Linked DNA regions of Mus musculus: all the other regions are linked to region 1. Evidence: chromatin contacts called from public capture Hi-C and promoter capture Hi-C data. All regions are on one chromosome and are shown on one strand. The core of a region is the stretch at or near the end of the contact, and the rest is flanking DNA. Distances in the headings are between cores, read along the strand shown.

Region 1 (2,949 bases), core at 231-2,730:
TCTAATCACTTAACTGTAATCCCCAAACCAAGACAGGAAATCAGCTGGGCAAACTCTAAACTCTGCATCTCCATGTCTGATGTGAAAGTGGTCTTGTGTCACCCAGCCTGGCCTTGACCTTGCTATGTAGCTTAGGATCACACTGAATCTTTGATCCTCCTGTCTTTACCTCCCCAGGGCTGTTGTTACAGGCACATGTTGCCACTGTCTGCTTGTGTGGTGCTGGGCGTAGAACCCAGCACTTCATGTGTATCAATCAGGCAAGCGCTCTCTCAACTGAGTAACACCTTCAGCCTTCTTCTGTAGCTGGGCAAGTTCTATCTGCAAATTAGGGTTGATACTATTTTGCAAGGTTGTCATGAGGACTGGTAATAATGTACATATGTGGACCTTGATAAAAAGAATCTAATCTTTGGCTTATGGCTTTATTAGTCTGTAAGTGCAGGCGCTCATATTTGTATAATATTCCAAGCGAGTGATGCCTTCTGCTTCCCATTCAACTCTTGTTTACGGAGCACCGTGACCCCTAAGTGCTGTTCACAAGGCATTGCATGCCTATTTTTCTTGGACATTTGTCCTCGTTTTCTCCAACTCTACCATCCTGCCTGGCCCGTGGGAGCAGGTGTTTAGCAGTGTGAGCTGAGCTGAATAATTTAGTGAGGAAAGAAACACACACACACACACACACACACTACGTAAAAGCTGGAAGTCTGTCATGAGAGCACTAACACGGACAAAGTGCCTTAAACTGCAGATCTGGCAACATTAATTTTGAGTAAGTGTGCTGGTGGACTCTGATTATGGGAACTGAGGAAAAAGCCTTTTTTTTTTTTTTTTAAGATTTATATATAAATACATTGTAGCTGTCTTCATAAACACCAGAAGAGGGTGTCAAATTACAGATGGTTGTGAGTCACGATGTGGGTGCTGGGATTTGAACTCAGGACCTTCGGAAGAGCAGTCAGTGTTCTTAACCGCTGAGCCATCTTTCCAACCACCCCCTTCTTTTTAAAAGATTTATTTTATTATATGAGTACACTGTAGCTGTTTCCAGACACACAAGAGGGCATCAGATCCCATTACAGATGGTTGTGAGCCACCATGTGGTTACTGGGAATTGAACTCATGACCTTTGGACGAGCAGTCAGTGCTCTTATCCACTGAGCCATCTCTCCAGACCCAAGATGTGTGTATCTTATTTCTGAGCAAGAGGAGGGTTGATGAATGGGTCCCCAGGAGCCACATTTTGATGAGACCAACCAGTCTTTGAAATATCCAAGCGTTTCTGAAAACACTGCCTTTAATTCGGTGTGAGTGGGTAGCGGGAATAAGAGAAACAGCAGGTGAGGGAGTGGGAGGATGGTTGAGGTGCAGAAGGCAATATAGTGGCCAGCATCGGCGGTCGCGAGGCACCGCCCATCAGCCCCGCCCACCGACCACGCCTACCAAGCCCCGCCCACGAGCTGCACGCCGCGTCTCCTTCGTGCTGGCCCGCGGAGCGTGCGCCGGCGGCGGAAGCGGCTGTCCTAGGTCGAGCGGGCAGGAGGAGGCTTGCGGGCCTCATGGCAGGAGCTCCGGGCGGCGGCGAGCTCGGCCCTGCGGCTGGCGAGCCACTGCTGCAGCGACCCGACTCTGGCCAGGGCTCGCCTGAGCCGCCGGCCCACGGGAAGCCCCAGCAGGGCTTCCTCTCCAGCCTCTTCACCCGGGACCAGAGTTGTCCGCTCATGCTCCAGAAGACGCTGGATACCAGTAAGAGCCGCGACCTGGAGGCTGGGGTCGGGGTGGCACAGGACCCGGGGGGTGAGGAAGGGCCCGGACGTGCCCCCACTGATCCCGGACTGCACTGCAGCCCTAGGGCTGCGTGGGCGGGAGGGGGCGTGGGCCTCCGCCCCACTCGCGCTTCTGAAGGCCTGGGCTGGGAGTCTGCCCTCCTGGGTCACACTCACCAGTTTCTTATGTAAGTTTTGCAGCGGCACGGGCTCTAGGGTGCAGGTGAGAGCTGGAAAGAGCTCCATTCATTAATAAGGCAGCTCTACTTCTGGCTATGCACCCCTTCCCTGGGGTGGGGGTGGGGTGGGCGATTCTTTAACCTTCAGTCACTGCAGTAGGAACTGTGGAGAATGCTAGAATAGGAACTTTTGAAAACCCTCGTGTTTATGCACCTAAGTGCATTTTTCTAGGGAGAGTTCCTAGCTTCATCATAGTCTCTAAGAAGCCTGTGACATCTAAGAGGTTTATTATTGCCGCGGGTCACCCAGGCACACTGGCTCCCACTGAGCAATTTATCTCCAGTCCCGGGACACTGCCTTGCTCCTCTGCATCTGCAGATTGCCTGTCTACCTCAGATTTATTTAGGAAAGTAAGATTTAAATGTATTCGACCCTCCAAATAGTTACTATTTTATAGCAGAATTGGTCATAATTCAATCATCAACTGATCAAAGATTTTACTGTCTTCTTTTTAAAGCTTTTTTTTTTTTGATTTCTTTATTTTTGTGTGTGATTGTCTCGCCTGCATGTGTGTCTGCGCACTCTCTGCATTCCTGGTGTCCAGGACTGTGAGCTACTATGCAGGTGCTGGGGAACTCACCCTGGGTTCTCAGCGAGAGCAACAAGTGCTACTAACCACTGAGCCATCTTTTTAGCTCCCTTCCTCCCTCCCTCCTTTCCTCTCCCTCCTCAGAGGTGAGAACTGAACCTAAGACCTTGTGCTTACCAGGCAAGGCCCTACCACTGGGCTCAATCCCTAAGCCACCGTTCTTCTCTCTTACTGGCCATAGACTCACACATTTCTGCTTGCTAACCCTCATTGAAGAACTTTGGTGGGCAGGTCCCATTGGGCTGTGGTACTCAGAGCGAGGCATGGTGCTACCACAGAGAGCAGTGTAGGCGCTGCCTTCCTCCAGTCTAGGTTCTATGCTGGTTTGTTTTTCTAACCGTGGCCCAGGAT
Region 2 (2,977 bases), core at 56-2,555, 1.8 Mb before region 1:
AAGCAGTGAAGGGTCAGGATGCAAGCAAACCAGAACAAACCTGAAAAGGACAGCAGAACAGAGACAGGTCACTCTCCGACTCCCGATCTGAATCTAAAGTTTAAATAACAACAGCAGCAGCAAACCCCACTACTCTAGAGAGTTGCTTCAACAGCTTTGTCTCCAAATACTTGAAGACTACTTACTTCTGTTTCCACTAGAGGGCCTTTTGTTTCTTTCGGTTTTTTTTTTTTCTTTTCTTTTCCTTTCTCTTCTTTTTTTTTCTTCTCTCTCTCTCTCTGACCCTCACTGGACCCGAATATATACACACATTTCCAACAAGCAGTCTGCTCTCCCACTCCTTTCTATTCCCAGCTGTAAGAGGATACAATTCCAAGAACACAAGGCTTTGTTGTGCTGCTCCTACTTCAGAGAAGGGTAGGAGGGAGTTAGTCGTGGGTTTGGGGCGGGGCGGGGGATGCAGGATGCCTGGGTCCCCAGTCCCTACCAGTAAATCCCCACTCATTGGTCTCCTTTCCGTTCAGCCTCACACCAACCATGCTGCTTCAAGAGTCCTGACAGCTCCAATAACAGGTAGGAGGAACTGAAAGGCTCTGCCTTCAGACTCTACCTTTGCCCAACGACTTCTGTGCCATCTGCCAAGGCCAGAGGGTAAAGTGCTAGGGTTGGGTATGAAGAAAAGGTGAACACAGTCAAACGTTGTTTTATGCACCTAAATCTCCACCCTAGTCTTAAGGAAAGGATATGGATTTTGAGAGAAAAGGCTGTGCATAGACAAGTCCGAGGCGGAGCTGAGGAACTCGGAGGAGAGGTGGGCAATTATCTCAGGCAGGGTCAAGCAATGTGAAGCCATGTGGAGAAGGAAATGCACCTAGGTCTAGGGTTGTGTGTGAATTGTGGAACTCTGGCCTTGCCTCTCTGGGTTCTCCTGAATGTGGAATCATTGACTTGGGCAGGCGCGTCCAAAGTGATGATTTGGAGATTGGAGGGCCGGCCAATTGCTGACCAGTCGCTGGGTGGTTCCAATCAGCACCCTGACCCCTACCTTGGCTTTCCTGGGAAGGGATGATGGGAGAGGCTTTGACTAATTAGAAAAGAAAGATAGAAGTAGAGCTGCCCCAGGCATGGGAAGACAGAAGCGTAGGAGTGGAGAAAGTGGCACAAACCAGAGCCCTGGAGATACTCTGAAGGCCCGGAGCAGATTGTGTTGGAAAGCTGGCAACAGCGGTGGGCTTGGGCGCGGCAGGAGGGCAGGCTGGGTCGGGGGCGGGCAGTGTGTCGTCAGGAGCTGGGCGGCCCCGCAGCGGCCGCGTCTTCCTAACCCGTCCCCTCCTGTCCAGCTCGGGCTCCGGCGCCCCTGCTCTGACCGTGCGCTCTCTTGGGTCAAGGTAGAGCCCCCGCGAGCCCCGTGCCACTCGCACACTCTCGCACCCGGCCAAAAGGGCAGCGGAAGGGGCCGCCCCACCGACTGGGTGAGGGCTGCGGCGTCCAGAGAAGGAAGCGTTGACAGCTGGAAGCTGCTGCTGGAAGGGTTTGCGCTGGGACTCCGGGACTGCCGTAGCGCTGCGCAAGACGCAAGACCGGGGTAAGCTGCGTTTCCCCCAGACCTTTCCTCCACCCTTATCCCTCTTGCTCACTCGGAGAGCTGGGAAGCTCAGCTCCTGGGAACTCGGAAGAAAGGTGCCTTTTGAAAACCCAAGGTGCCACACGGGTGAAGAAGGGTTCTTCTTTGGCCTCCGATCCTTTCCACACCTGTCACGGGGAGTTTTCTGGAAAAACTGGGTGGGAAGCCACTTTTCAGATTTAAATAAGAAATGAACCTGACTACCGAGGCAGAAAAGTAAATATTATTGGTCATCTCTACAGCCTCAAAAAATACAAGCCCACATCCCCCAACTATGCCAACATCGTAACTTCCTCCTGTACTAGTAGCTACGACACCCTCCGTACAGGAACATAGTGTGCCACCCCCTTATCCAGGCAACACAATTATCCCTGATGTTTATGGCGATTTAATGAATTCTGATGCTTCAAGACAAAAACAAAACAAAAAACAACCTCTCTGACTAGTAGCAGGGATGGGAAGGAAAGAACGGACCCTCAACCCTGGGAAAAAGGGATGCCTGATGTGGTTAGTCCAGCTCATTAGGCTTGGTTCTAAAGCTAGGAGTACCTGCTCTGTGAAGTCTCTTGCTGGGGCATCCTGAACGTCCTAGAAACACGCTAATTCTTGAGTAATGATGAATTTGAAAGCGGGTAATGAAGTGAAAGGAAACGTTAAGTGTTAGTGGAAACCTTATCTCTTTGATAGCTGCAATTTTAGTATTCAGTGTTTAAAGTTAGATCTGAAGAAGGAGAGGCGCCAAGATTTGGTGGACGTAATTTGAACAGGTTGTCTAAGAGTCTTGACTGGGATCCTAAGCCCAGAATGTTGTAGGATTCTTTCCCTCCCCTCCAAGTCAGTTTCTCTGGTCTCACCCTAAGTTGGTAGAGGTGAGGGAAACCCGGGGTGGGGTTGGGGGGAGGGGGAGCGTGAGTCACAAATAGCTGGGGGTAGGACTACAGACACCACCCTTCCAGCCCTGCATCTGTCTGGACTAGCCCAGGTTATAGCCTCAGGGTTGGGATGAAGCTAGAAGACTTTGGACTTGTTCCAGGTCTTTAAGATCCCAGGATCCTGTAGTTTGCTCTCGGTCAGGTCCAGGGGCAGCCAATTTATACTCTCTGACAGAAGTCAGGGCATCTGACTAGATCCCTAGAAACCCCTATGTCCAGGGTCCCAACCCACAGATGTTCCTAACTCTATAGTTTCCAGCCACCTCCTCATTTTCTCAGAGGCAAATTCACCATCTTGATGCTACTACATGTCTGTACCTGACATAAGTATTTGTATTTTAAGTGGAAGGTACATAGTTGAGCCTTGCTACGGATAGAAGTCACTAGAATTTGTGAGTTCTTGGCTTAAAAGTACCATTTA
Region 3 (3,101 bases), core at 5-2,504, 2.0 Mb before region 1:
TCAGACATGTAAGACCTTACAAACACAAAGACGTAGCTAGGAACCCAGAGAGAGGGTCCAGATTCCTCGCCAAGCACCACTTTCAAGCCCTACCTCATCCCTCATCTGGCTCTTCCCCTCATGGCTCCCACCCTTTCCAGCCCGATCACGATCACTCTCTTTGTTCTATTAAACCTCAATCTCAAGATCACAGGCCTCCTAGATAGTTTTCTTCCGGGCTCAGTACTTGTCAACTTCTCAGCTTGTCCCTGGCCTCTTCCTCTCCTGACCGCCTTCATCCCTGTGATAAATCAGCCTGATGTTCCATTTTATGGGTTCTTTAAACATCCTGGGCTACCTCTGGTAGCTGAGGCTATTCTTCACATCTCCACCTCTTCCCCTTGGGTGTCTCTTTGCGCTCCAACCAAGGCTGACTTGTGTGTGTTACTTCCTCCCCTGGTCTTTTCTCTGCACCTGCCTCCTCAGGGGTTGCTACCTCCAAGGTATCCCCTGTCTCTGCCTCTCCCTCTTGCGCAGGGTACCATCAGCTCCCTCTGACCCATCCGTTCTCTTGCCCACCTCTCCTGCTCTCTCCTGTTCGACTCCGTAGAATTCGGTTAGCCACCCCTCTTTGCGCTCTACCTTTGTCTTTGACTCTCTCCACTCTTAACTGTCCCACTAGTTTTTCTGGTCGTCTTCAGTCTTCGCTCTTGCTCTCTAGCTAAGTCTCTCCCTTCTGTGACTTCTTTTCTCTCTTTTGTCTCTCCCTCTTCCCTTCCTATCTGGGTATCTTTGGATCTGCCTCTTCCCCCACCCCCAACCCCTACCCACCGCTCCGTCTGTCCCCGATCTCTCTGACTCGGTCCCTCACGGCCTCTCCCCCCCTCCCCCTCATCTTTCGGTCTCTTCATCTTTCTCTGGACCCGTGCTCGCTCGTGTTCTCTCTCTCTCTCTCTCTCTCTCTCTCTCTCTCTCTCTCTCTCTTTTCCTCGGTTCTCTCCGGCTCCCTCTCTCGCCTCGGATGACAGCGCTACCTCTTTTGTTGGCTCCGCAGCCAATCGCGGCCGCTGACGACACGGGGGCCGGGGCTATAAAGGGCCCGGCCCGGGCTTGGGCCCCCCCAGCTGCCCGCCCCGGCCGCCCGCCCGCCCCGCCCGTGCGCCCGCCGCCCCCGGCCCCCGGCCCCCCCTCGGCCGGGCAGCCCCCAATCCCGCGCCGCCCGGACCCCCTCCTCCTCCCTCTTCCCTCCGCCCCCTCCCCGCGGGACTCCGGCGTCCCCGCCCCCCAGTCCTCCCCTCCCCTGCAGCATGGTGCTCGCGGCCCCGCTGCTGCTGGGCTTCCTGCTCCTCGCCCTGGAGCTGCGGCCCCGGGGGGAGGCGGCCGAGGGCCCCGCGGCGGCGGCGGCGGCAGCGGCGGCGGCGGCCGGGGTCGGGGGGGAGCGCTCGAGCCGGCCGGCCCCGTCCGCTCCGCCGGAGCCGGACGGCTGCCCCGTGTGCGTGTGGCGGCAGCACAGCCGCGAGCTGCGCCTAGAGAGCATCAAGTCGCAGATCCTGAGCAAACTGCGGCTCAAGGAGGCGCCCAACATCAGCCGGGAGGTAGTGAAGCAGCTGCTGCCCAAGGCGCCGCCGCTGCAGCAGATCCTGGATCTGCACGACTTCCAAGGCGACGCGCTGCAGCCTGAGGACTTCTTGGAAGAGGACGAGTACCACGCTACCACCGAGACGGTCATAAGCATGGCCCAGGAGAGTAAGTGGGCTGCGGGGTGCGCGCGGTGCGGTGCAGTCCGGGAAGGACCCGGAAGCCCTTTCTGCGAAAACTTGACGGATTGGGGAGCCGGGCCACTCCACACAACTTTTTGAGCGGAGAAGATGGGCAGCGGAGTTGAGTGCACGCCCCGTTCTAGGGTGGGGGGGTGGAGGATGGCGCGTTGGGGGAGGGGGGCCAAACCAGGCAGGTTGTGAGCTATTGCTTTCCATCCCTTGTGAGAAAAAGATTCAAGTTGAAGTAGTCCTAGAAACTGGCACCCTACAGTGACTTTTCTGGAGCGTTAGGTGGGGAGCTTCCGTGACCCGTGCAGTCTCAGCTGGGCCGCAGTGCCATCTTCCCACTGCTCTGGCACCAGCATCAACTCCTTGCCCGGTGCTCCGGAAGGCGCCCACCGGCTTTCGGAAAAACTAAGTGTTCCTCTAAGGCCATGGCATAGGACCCAAACCCGGTGTACGTCTCAGCAACTCAGCTGACACCTCTCCTTTCTGCACCTGATCTCGCACTGGGTATCCCCTAGGACCTAGAAGAGCTGTTCCTTCCTGGTACCGAAAGAGCTCAAATAACTCAACTCCACTGCGCTTGCCACTTAACGAGTATCATTTGGTTACTCTCATCTTAGCGTGCTCACTCCCTGTCCTACCCACAGCTGGAGCCAAAGAAGACCCAGGGAGAAAGAACTAGATGAGGGGGATGGGAGAACCCAGGCATCCGAGCCCCTGGCCAAACGGAGGATGAACACTCTGATAGACAGGAGCGGCTTTGAAATTTTATGGCCTGGAAAATCCAGGCCAATACTACCGCCCCCACTGCCTTCTCTCCCTAGGGTCAGGTGACTCCCTTTCCCCTCCCCCACTGACTGTAGTCCCCCCCCCCCCCAACTCCAGGGAACCAGGCTTTCTCTATTCCCTAGTGGTTTGGCAAGCCCCCCCTCCTTTGGTTTTATGGCTCTGAACAGAAGGGGGGGCTGGTTTATTGGCAGATGGGTCATAAAAAGCTGGGGGTTGCGGGAAATCCTAGTGGCCCACCCCCATGGTAGAGGTACAGGAACCCAGGTGTGCATTTGGAAGGTTGAGAGCCTGGCACTTGCCACCCAGTTTCTGCAGAATTCAACTCCAACTTGGTTAGGATTGTAAAGAAAACTCAGAGTCAGGAAACTCTCTCTCTCTCTCTCTCTCTCTCTCTCTCTCTCTCTCTCTCTCTCTCTCTCTCTCTCTCTCTCTCGTGTGTATGTGTATGTGTATGTGTGTGAGTGTGTGTGTGTGTGTGTGTGTGTGTGTGTGTGCACAGAGATCTGATCTTGGGTTCTCAGGCTCCCTTGTTCTTATTGCTTCTACTTTTGGAAACCAGGGTCAGTC

The links. Promoter capture Hi-C pulls out the DNA fragments that hold promoters and counts their contacts. Capture Hi-C pulls out chosen DNA fragments and counts their contacts.
Region 2: a contact with region 1 is called in a capture Hi-C map of macrophages, with 4 times the contacts expected there. The contact joins the promoter of Dgka here to the promoter of Atp23 in region 1. A contact is called at or near these places in 3 of 39 promoter capture datasets (embryonic stem cells and liver), 1 of 484 Hi-C or Micro-C datasets (B cells), 1 of 115 datasets of contacts at active chromatin or transcription factors (embryonic stem cells) and 3 of 9 other capture datasets (adipose tissue, liver and macrophages).
Region 3: a promoter capture Hi-C map of pre-B cells shows a contact between it and region 1, with 4 times the contacts expected there. The contact joins the promoter of Gdf11 here to the promoter of Atp23 in region 1. A contact is called at or near these places in 2 of 39 promoter capture datasets (cranial neural crest and pre-B cells).

The regions. Positions count from the first base shown.
Region 1 is chr10:126,899,902-126,902,850 of GRCm38.p6, reverse strand. Atp23 (ATP23 metallopeptidase and ATP synthase assembly factor homolog) reads left to right here and starts at 1,480. Exons shown (of 6, transcript NM_001159559.1): 1 at 1,480-1,749. The coding sequence starts at 1,563.
Region 2 is chr10:128,742,404-128,745,380 of GRCm38.p6, reverse strand. It overlaps Dgka (diacylglycerol kinase, alpha), which reads left to right and starts at 1,305. Exons shown (of 24, transcript NM_016811.3): 1 at 1,305-1,585. It overlaps Gm31504 (predicted gene, 31504), which reads right to left and starts at 434. Exons shown (of 2, transcript NR_168573.1): 1 at 186-434; 2 at 1-40.
Region 3 is chr10:128,889,871-128,892,971 of GRCm38.p6, reverse strand. It overlaps Gdf11 (growth differentiation factor 11), which reads left to right and starts at 1,254. Exons shown (of 3, transcript NM_010272.2): 1 at 1,254-1,725. The coding sequence starts at 1,287.